Linked DNA regions of Mus musculus: all the other regions are linked to region 3. Evidence: chromatin contacts called from public HiChIP or PLAC-seq data. All regions are on one chromosome and are shown on one strand. The core of a region is the stretch at or near the end of the contact, and the rest is flanking DNA. Distances in the headings are between cores, read along the strand shown.

Region 1 (3,253 bases), core at 273-2,772, 34 kb after region 3:
TACCCCAAACTCACAAGAAAACATTTCTAAAGGAGCGACCCATGAGAGCGACTGTCTCCCTCAGGACTGAAAATCATGGGCTCTATGATTTTCTTTAACTTAGTCTACTGAGCTGTTCAAGGCTGAATCCCGGCACTTGAGAGGTAGAGGCAAGAGGCCTCAGGTACAGAGCAAGTTCAAGGCCAGCCTCAGCTATCTGAGACCCTAACTCAATAAACAAAACTAAATAAACGGCCTGGCTCAAATCCTTCATGTCCTTTGAGGCCTCTCTGATCCTCCTTGACAGAGCTAACGCCTGCAAACTTAACAGTATCCTCCATTTGAGACTTGTGTACTCACTTGGCTAACCTCCCAGTTAGTTCCAAGAGAACTAGTTTTCAATCCTATACTTTTATAGCTTCCACCGAGTTTGTTGCTTTGTTGCATAGGAGGCTCTCAGTCAGTCGTGGCTGTTGGCTGGAGAGTTAGGAAGCAGATTGTTTCTGGCCAGCGACACTGTTCGATTGCCCTGAGATCACGAGGGTGGGGTTCTCCGTGTACGCGCACGCGTGCACGTGCGCAAGCCGCAGTTTTCAGCCGTCCACGCCCACAATTGTCGTGTGTTCCCCCCCCCCCTCCCCCCGTGCTCAATGTTGTGCTCAGCTTTGTAGCTGCATGTGTTTAGCAGAGCGCTTCTGGAACTATTCTAAATGTTCAATGTGCCATTTAAATTGGACTCATCTAATGAAGAGCAGGGTGCGGAGAGAGAGAACAAACCTGGTTTCGTATGAGAACATGCATTTCACATTTGGGTGAGTGAGAGGCTTATTAAAGCAACATGTCCTACTCTTCATGCTAAAATCTAATAAGGTCTATTAAATTAAAGTATTAGAGGCGGGGCTATGACTCAGTGCTGGAGCACTTGCCCGGTGTGCTGGGGGCCCTGGGTTCTATCCTCCAGGGAAGCTGGCACGGCGGTGCGTGGTGGGCGGCACACCGCGGAACTTCAGCACTGAAGGACAAGTCCAACACGATATCTGGGACCACTTCCTCTCTCCAGGCTAGCCTGTCTAGAAACTAAGTTATAGAAACTAAGGGTAAAATACACATCTTCGTATATGTAACACGTGTCTTGGAACCTGGCTCAGAAGAATATAATAAATAGCCCTTGACTGAGTAGTTAAAGTCGCTGTGACCTAACACAGATCAGAAGGGATTGCTTTGCTATGTGACCGTAAATCCCGATCCAGATACTTCCTAGGACAAAGTACTCATGACCACGTGGGCACTTGGGGTTCAGGTCTTGCTGTTTTGCAGCAGTAGTCCTAAGCTCAGTGGCTGTGCAAATGAGCCCGGGTTCCTGCTCAAATGCACACGGCTTAGCTTCACACCCAGGACCTGGGACTATGCCTTTCTTCCAGGCTCCTGGACGGTGCTCTGGAATTAGTCTGATGGCTCCTAAAGATTCCACGGGCAATGTGGTGCCCCAGACTCTGAGGCTGCTCTGTGATCTATTCTAGAGATGCCTCTTTGTTTCTGTACTAGCCCACAGAGCTGCTATTTTACCATGCAAAATAGGACTCAGCCACCTTCCTTTAGAACAATGAGGTATTGTAATGGACAAGCAGATCGCCATTAGAAAAGGGATTCTTAGGTTCTCTGCAGAAACAAATTCACCTCATTTGAAATGAGTCAAACAAGGGGCTGGAGACTCTGCTCTTGCAGAAGACCCAAGTTTGGCAATGAGTACTCATACTCACTTGGGAAGGCTCATCATGGCCACCTGTTAACTCCAGCTCCAGGAGCTCCAACGCCCTCTTCTGGCCTCTGCCAGCACCTGTACACATGTGTACATACCACACGTGCTCATCCATAATTAAAAATAAAAAAGAAACTAGTCAAACCAGTAAGCATCGCTTTTTTATCCTCACTTCACAGACAAGGGTTCCCAGGGCCTTTGGAATACTTCACTGCATTTCTGCAGCAAGAAACGTTCTCCTTTCTGAAGTTTGCAAATGTAAAGGTAATTCAGATCCTACATGTGAGAGCTAAACCTAAACACACCATGTTATGGAGAACACTTGGCCACATGAAGTAGGCAGTGTTCTCTCAGATGTTGAAAAGCCACATCATACGGCTTGGTAGGGTGGTGCGCACCTTTAATCACAGTGTTCCGGAGACAGAAGCAGGCAGATCTCTGAGCTTGAGGCAAGCCTGGTCTACAGAGTTAGTTCCAAGCCATCACGCGCTACTACATGATAAGACCCTGTCTCAATCAAGAAAACACAATTGACCTCAGGAAAGGGCTAGAGTGTATAGGTTAGAAAGACCAGCACAGGGGCTCTATGTGCTATGGGGAAGCCCTCATCCCTGCTGGGTAAAGACTGCAGTGTGACTCACAGACACCCAGAAATGACCCTCCACCTATGCTTCATTAGGAAGCCGAGTGAATTCATTGGTTGCCCAGAATGAATTTTGGGGAGGTATGGGGGACCTGGGAAGGAATTTTTGTAACACTTGTCTTCAGTTAAACGTCGAGGAGTGCTGTGCCAGGATTTAAAATGTTGAGTTTTGAAGTTGCCCTCTAGGTAGGAAGAATGAACCCCTTTAAGCATGTCCAACATTCCTCTCCCCACACCTCTGTGTGTGTGTGTGTGTGTGTGTGTGTGTGTGTGTGTGTGTGTTCCTGTGGTGAGGTGCACCTGTGTGTGGTGGAGGCAAGAACTCATTTGTGTATATGTTTTCCCTAAGAGAAAAGCAGGGTCTCTCGCTTGGACTCACTATTTAGCCTGGGCTGCCTGGCTAGAGAGACATCCTCTATCTCTGCCTCCAATGCTGGAATTATAATCGCACACTACCTTGCCCAGCTTTTTAATAAGAGTTCTAGGATCTGAATTCAGGTCCTCTACATCCTTGGCCCCAACCAATTTGTTATACAAGGTATTCCACTGTAGTCCAAGCTGGCCTGAAACTTACTGTGTGGCCCTGTCTTGCCTCAGATTTGTGGCGATCATCCTGCCTCAGCCTCTCAAGGACCTGTGTGTGTGTGTACATGGTGTGTATGTGTGTACATGTATATAAATGGTGTGTGTACGTGTGTATACATGGTGAGAAAGAGAGAAGCATGTGTACATGGTGTGTATGTGCGCACATGTATATAGATGGTGTGTGTACGTGTGTATACATGGTGAGAAAAGAGGAGCATGTGTACATGATGTGTGTGTGTATGTGTGCATTCCTGTGTGCATGTGGCAGCATACATGCCATAGCACTT
Region 2 (3,224 bases), core at 279-2,778, 51 kb after region 3:
GGGGTTAGAAGTATGCACCTGGGGCTGGAGAGATGGCTCAGTGGTTAAGAGCACTGTCTGCTCTTCCAGAGGTCCTGAGTTCAATTCCCAGCAACCACATAGTGGCTCACAACCATCTGTAATGAGATCTGATGCCCTCTTCTGGTGTGTCTGAAGACAGCAACAGTGCACTCATATACATAAAATTAATAAATCTTAAACAAAAAAGTATGCACCTGTACTGGCTGGTTTTGAGCGTCAACTTGACACAGGCTGGAGTTATCACAGAGAAAGGAGCTTCAGTTGAGGAAATGCCTCCATGAGATCCAACTGTAAGGCATTTTCTCAATTAGTGATCAAGGGGGAGGGCCTCTTGTGAGTGGTAGCATCTCTGGGCTGGTAGTCTTGGGTTCTATAAGGAAGCAGGCTGAGCAAGCCAGGGGAAGCAAGCCAGTAAGGAACATCCCTCCATGGCCTCTGCATCAGCTCCTGCTTTTTGACCTGCTTGAGTTCTAGTCCTGACTTCCTTTGATGATAAACAGCAGTGTGTAAGTGGAATAAACCCTTTCCTCCCCAACTGCTTCTTGGTCATGATGTTTGTGCAGGAATAGAAACCCTAACTAAGACAGCACCTGAATCCTCCAAGCTGCTGAGCACACAGTAAGCCTTCAAGTTTCCATCTGTACCATAAATAGTGTTGACTTATGTTTTCTGCTCTCCATCAGTCTCCTCGCATGGGGACCCTCTCTCCCATCCCAAAGACGCATTACCTCACAGCTAATTTGTAAAGACAGAATGGAATAAAGGCCAGTAATTGACTCTGTTCTAAGGAAGCCATGCAGTGAGGAGATGCCTGTGCCTCAAGGACCCTGGCCACTTCATTATAGCTCTGCGGCAAGCTGTGGGAGAGAAAGGAGACCCGAGAGGGAGCCAGGTAATGGCCCAAACGTCTTACGTGCACCCTTAAGGACCCCACACCCACCCGTGTGGGGCTTGCAGGGAGCCAAGCCACTAGGAAAATGTTTCCCCCAGTCCTTCATATTTCCGGGACAGCGGTCCGTTTATTTCCCATCTTCTTGCCTAAGGAATTACTTCAATGAGAACCAAGAAAGACAGTGGTGATGGCTCACCTTCGCTGTCAACCTGACTGGAATCACATAGGAGGCACACTTCTGGGAGAGGGCTTCCAGAGAGGGTTAATGAAGAAGACCCACTTCCAAAGTGTGCAGCATCGTCCTGTAGGCTGGGGTCTCAGGATAAATACAAAAGAGCAGGAAAAACGACGATCAGAGCACTAGTAAGTAGCCCCGTTCCTGCCTACAGAAGCATTGTGGCCAGCTGCCTCGCTCTGGGGCAGCAGCTGGAGGCCACTCTTCCCTTTGTCCTGCCCACCACAGGGGGCTGCATCCTCTGACCCTGAGCCAAAATAAGCCGTTCCTCCCCTGAGCTGCTCCTTCTCAGGTGTATCTGATCTCCAGGAAGGAGCTGAGGAAGGAACGCAGCGTCCAGCTCAGGCAGACCGTCCACATGACCACACAGCTGTGGGCCCCCGCTCGGCTGTCTTAGCAGTGCGGCTGGAGAGTGACTGGCGGAGCGCACTGAGTTCCAGGCCCAGGCTTTGTCCGTGGGACTGCATTGATTCATCCTCTCTCCTTCGTTAGTGAGTGGATCTGCTTGCTGAGAATGTTCTCTGACCATCAGTAGGACACTCAGGGAGCCTATCCAAATCAGTGTAAGAAGAAAGGGACCCCATTTGCTGAGAGATCATCCCGAGATAGATCTTCCGCATCTGAACTACATTCGGGACTGAGCAAAGCTTCAGCACTTTACTGCTGTTCCCACTTGCCTATCTCTGGAATTAGAATACGTTTGTTTTTGTTTGTTTGTTTTACACTTAGGTTCTTTGAGCATACTTTGATACTTTTCCTTACTGCGGTTCCCTCCTGCTTATCTCTGAGACTATAACACATTTTTTTAAAAACACCTAGGGACACTGCGCGTGCTCAAAAGCATGGGGCGGCAACGCAGGAAACTTGATATCCTCAGATATTCTAAGTCCTAAAAGAAGCCCAGTGCTCCACAGCTTCAGGACCCACATAGACTCCTGCTAGCTGGGTTGGCTCTGGGAAGGGCTGGCTGGACCCAGGGACCCCAGTGTTCAGCAGTCCAGTTACTGCGCAGAAGTAATAGCAGTCCTTTGGGCTAATGGAGGTGTCCCAAGTTCCATATTTAATGATCAACGCTGGAAGATAATCTATGTAAAATGCTAATCTGCCTCTATGCCTAGAACTCAGGAGATAGAGGAGGAGGTTCAGGCTGCTGGCTAATTTGGGGTAGTAGCAAATTTGAAGCTATCCTGGGTTGTATGAGACCCCATCTCAAACAACTGAAAACTGTTTGGCATAAAACATTTGGCACATGTTTGTGAGATCACTGACTTCATTTCAAGCAGCTGTGAGTTTCTGCCTTTTCATCCCTCTGCTAACCTGACCTAGGACTGGGCTGCCTCCTGCATCCACAGCAAACACAGTGAGAAGGCTGATTCCATGACAGGCTTCAAATGAACAGTTAAGGAGACTAGACCTAAAAATACAGGCTTGGCTTTGAGCAGCCAGTCAGAAACTGCCCTATCACCTGCCCTGAAGCAAGGACAATGGGTCAGCAGTTTCCTGCTGGCCCCCACGCCCCAGTAACGGAATGTCCTTTGTGATAGAGTAAGACAAAGCCAACCTACCTCGGGATTCCCCTAAGGAGCTTTAAATTGAACCTGTGAACTTCAGAGTCTCTCTATCTTGGTAATGGGAGACCCCAGCATGCTGGACTTCTGCAGAATAAATCACTCTGCATTTATATCCTATGTGAGTCTGGGGTGTCATTCTTCTGCGAAGCATGGATCCTTACAACAGGAGTTGGTCTGGCTTTGGCATCTCTGGTGCCTTAAAAATGCTGTGACCCCCCATGTGTTTAAAAGTGCCCATAAACCTCTATGGTTTGAGCCTTTTATTTCTGTCCTATCCTATGCTATAGCTCTTCAGTGTATCCTTCACTGGGTTTGCGTTTGTGTGTGTGTGTGTGCGTGTGCGCGTGCGCATGTGCATGGAACAGCAAGGAATACCTGGAAAAAACACGTGCAGAGTCACAAGGCAGTGAACCAGTCCAGGAAGCACTCAGCTCGCAGGTTCATGGAAGTCAAGTGATGTGAAGGGAGGACCAGCCAGCAGCATCTTGCCTCTGCAGAGTCATGG
Region 3 (3,456 bases), core at 96-2,595:
AAAAGAAAATAACTATCTCTTGTGAGGCTATGCCAGTGTCCGGCAAATACAGAAGTGGATGCTCACAGTCATCTATCAGATGGAACACAGGGCCCCTAATGAAGGAGCTAGAGGAAGTACCCAAGGAGCTAAAGGGGTCTGCAACCCTATAGGAGGAACAACAATATGAACTAACCAGTACCCCTCCCCCAGAGCTGTGTCTCTAGCTGCATATGTAGCAGAGGATGGCCTAGTCGGCCATCAATGGAAGGAGAGACCCTGGTCTTGCAAAGATCATATGCCCCAGTACAGGGGAATGCCAGGGCCAGACAATGGGAGTGGGTGAGTTGGGAAGCAGGGCGAGGGGAGGGTATAGGGGACTTTGGGGATAGCATTTGAAATGTAAATAAAGAAAATATCTAAGAAAGAATGAAAGAAAGAAAGAAAGAAAGAAAGAAAAGAGAGAAAAGAGAGAAAAGAAAGGAGGAAAGAAAGAGAGAGAGAGAGAAAGAAAGAAAACAAACAAAAGGCAAACAACAAACCTAACCAAACCAAGAGCTTGAAAACTTCACAGGCTCAGTGTATTTCCACAGTTCTTTTCAATTCAATATACATTTTTCTCTTCCCACCCCAGTTATCTATAAATACCACAGCCAGTCATAGGCTTTTGCCTCAAGAAAGGACAAGAAGAGCGAGCTTGCTCAGTAACGGTGTTACTTCTCCTGTTAATCTGGTTATGCTGTTCTGCCCAGAGTAGTCTCCTGGGCTCGAACTATTATCTGGCTTCAGCCTCAGGAGTTGTTGGGACCACTGACACACCAAAAGCCCAAATCAGTAAACTTTTGTCCTAGTACCTTTGAGACACAATCTCATACTACAGCCCAAACTATAGCCTGATCCGACTCTTGGTGATTCTCTGCCTCAGCCTCCCGAGTGCTAGGATCACAGGCATACACAACCGTGGCAGGAAGATGTACTTTAAGTTTCTTTAGAACAAGTAAGCACGGGCAGTGGTGGTGATCGCCTTTAATCCCAGCACTCAGGAGGTAGAGGCAGGCAGACTTCTGTGAGTTCGAGGCCAGCCTGGTCTACATAGTGAATTCCAGGACAGCCACGACTACATAGGAAGTTCGTCTCTAAAAAACAAAAACAAAAAACTAAATAAGATTTAGAAATCACGTACATGTTAATTTTGCCTGATAAAGACCCGTCGAGATGAGTAACTGAAGATAACATAAGGACCATAAGGACTAAAGGAAACGCAGGAGACTGGCGTCACCAAGAGGGCGCCGCAGCTTTACTGCGCATGCCCTCGGCTTCTCTGGCTCCGAGCCCGCACAGTGCGCACGCGCACACAGGGTCATTGCTTTGACTGGCTGCGTCTTTCGCGCTTTTGCTAAATGGCGTTGCTGGCGGGTAGGTTGAACCCGCGGAGCTGGCCGGGCGATGTGTAGCGACTTTCGCAGAGCGGAATCCGGGACAGAGGTGAGAGCCGCGGGGCGACGGGAGGGCCGCGCACTACAGGGGGAGGTCGCCGAGCGGCGCCCAGGGCCACCGTGGGGCGGCGCGACAGCCGCCAGTGAACCGGTCAGGGATGGCGAGCCGTGCAGCAGGAGCTGGGGAAGGGAGGACCACCAGTTGAGGCATCAGTAGACGTTTTCTAAATTTAGGTAGCTTGCTTCACCTCTAACTAACCTGTTTGTGGCATCCGGCCTTCTGTATCCCAGAATACCCCTGTCGTCTATCTCTCCAGAGCCACGCAAGCCATTTCACTCAGGAACCGTTAAACGTTAACGTGTGTTACTTGTTCGAGTACTGTCAGCCAAGAGTTGGGAATAAGAAGCAACAACAACAAAATTAATCAACAGGCATGGTGGTACACGCCTTTAATCCTAGCACTAAAGAGGCGGAGGCAGGCAGATCTCTATGAGTTTGAAGTTAGCCTTTATATAGGTAGGTCCAGGCCAGTCAGGGCTCTATAGTGAGACCCTCTCTCACAAAACAAAATGTAATAATCGAAGCTTCTGTAAAATATACAGCATATGGTAAAAGCATGCCTCTCCAAAAGAGGGTAAGACAAATTGTAGGAGGAGCTAACTTAAATGTATTCAGAGGGGATCCAGGTAGCTCACGCTGGCCTTGAGCTTGCCGTGCAGCTGAGTATAACCTTGTCCTAGTTATTTATTTGTAGAAATTATGTAAATGAATGTGTGTCTGTGGGTTGGTATGTACCCATGTGTGTAGATGAATTTGGAGGCCAGAGGAAAAGGTGTCAGATGATCAGGAGCCGGGGTTATTAGCAATTGAGTTATCTGAGCCAAACTCATGTTCTCTGTAAGAGCAAAACCCATTCTTAACTGAAATCCATCTCTCTGGCCCCTAACCTTCGACTTCTGACCGTCCTGCCTCCGGAATGCTAGGATTACAAGTGTGTGCTACAGTGCCCTGTTATCCACTGCCAAGGATGGAATCCAGGCTTTCATGATTCCTAGGCATGGGATCTGCCACCAGAGCTACCGTTCCCAGCCCCTGAACTGGCACTGTAAGGACTGTTCAGTGGTTTGCTGCTGAGGAGGGAGCAGCTCAGGTATGGTCTGAACTTAGCAAGGGCAGCAGTTCCAACCTGTGGGTCACTGCCCCTTTCGCAGTCCTCTATCTCAAAAAATATTTACATTACAATTCATAACAGTAATAAAATGACAGTTAGGAAGTAGCTTCAAAAATAATTGTATGGTTGGGAGTCATTGCAGCAGGAGGAACTGTGCTACGGGGTTGAAGCGTTAAGAAGGTTGCTTTAGGGGAACAGCCAGTGGTTCTGTAGAGTCGGAACAAAGACAATGTTGGGAAGCGAGCTTTAAGAAATAGGTGGAGTACGCATCTCCCTGTGTAAACCCAGCCTGACGGACACACACGCACACACACACACACACACACACACACACATGCACACACACCACACACACACACACACACCACACACCACACACACACCACACACACTCACCACACACACACACACACACACACACATACACCACACACACACACCACACACACTCACCACACACACACACACACACATACACCACACACATACACACACCACACACACTCACCACACACGCACACATACACCATACACACACACACACCACACACACACACACTCACCACACACGCACACATACACCATACACACACACACACACACACACATACACTCACCACACGCACACACACACATGCACACACACACACACCACACACACACACACCACACACTCACCACACACACACACACACACACCACAATACTGTTTCTCACTTCCCTCCCAGGTCACCCACCAGGCTTTTCTCTAAATGCACTGAACATGGCAACTTCATAATACACAATAAATATTGATAACGGTGTCTGGTTTTCACTGGGAAAAAAGAAGCTACAGAGCTGCCTCTTTGTCATAGACAGATATTAAGTAA

What was found. HiChIP or PLAC-seq counts read pairs in DNA pulled down with a chosen protein or histone mark.
Region 1: a contact with region 3 is called in an H3K4me3 HiChIP or PLAC-seq map of embryonic stem cells, with 5 times the contacts expected there. The contact joins the enhancer-like site here to the promoter of Xrcc2 in region 3. A contact is called at or near these places in 2 of 484 Hi-C or Micro-C datasets (the N1E-115 cell line and colorectal tumor organoids), 6 of 115 datasets of contacts at active chromatin or transcription factors (the SCID.adh cell line and embryonic stem cells) and 2 of 9 other capture datasets (liver and pancreatic islet).
Region 2: an H3K27ac HiChIP or PLAC-seq map of extraembryonic endoderm stem cells shows a contact between it and region 3. The contact joins the enhancer-like site here to the promoter of Xrcc2 in region 3. A contact is called at or near these places in 2 of 39 promoter capture datasets (3T3-L1-derived adipocytes and the HPC-7 cell line), 1 of 484 Hi-C or Micro-C datasets (colorectal tumor organoids), 3 of 115 datasets of contacts at active chromatin or transcription factors (embryonic stem cells and extraembryonic endoderm stem cells) and 3 of 9 other capture datasets (adipose tissue, liver and pancreatic islet).

What each region holds. Positions count from the first base shown.
Region 1 is chr5:25,669,585-25,672,837 of GRCm38.p6, reverse strand. No RefSeq gene overlaps it. Among named protein-coding and RNA genes, the nearest start is that of Gm42234, 31 kb to the right of the region's middle. Within about 2 kb of position 1,522, at least 15 of the 459 cell types and tissues checked have an H3K27ac peak or open chromatin away from gene starts, as enhancers often do. A contact at or near this core is called in the N1E-115 cell line and embryonic stem cells, where this site is marked.
Region 2 is chr5:25,652,980-25,656,203 of GRCm38.p6, reverse strand. No RefSeq gene overlaps it. Among named protein-coding and RNA genes, the nearest start is that of Gm42234, 15 kb to the right of the region's middle. Within about 2 kb of position 1,528, at least 51 of the 459 cell types and tissues checked have an H3K27ac peak or open chromatin away from gene starts, as enhancers often do. A contact at or near this core is called in extraembryonic endoderm stem cells, where this site is marked.
Region 3 is chr5:25,703,686-25,707,141 of GRCm38.p6, reverse strand. It overlaps Xrcc2 (X-ray repair complementing defective repair in Chinese hamster cells 2), which reads left to right and starts at 1,345. Exons shown (of 3, transcript NM_020570.2): 1 at 1,345-1,464. The coding sequence starts at 1,426.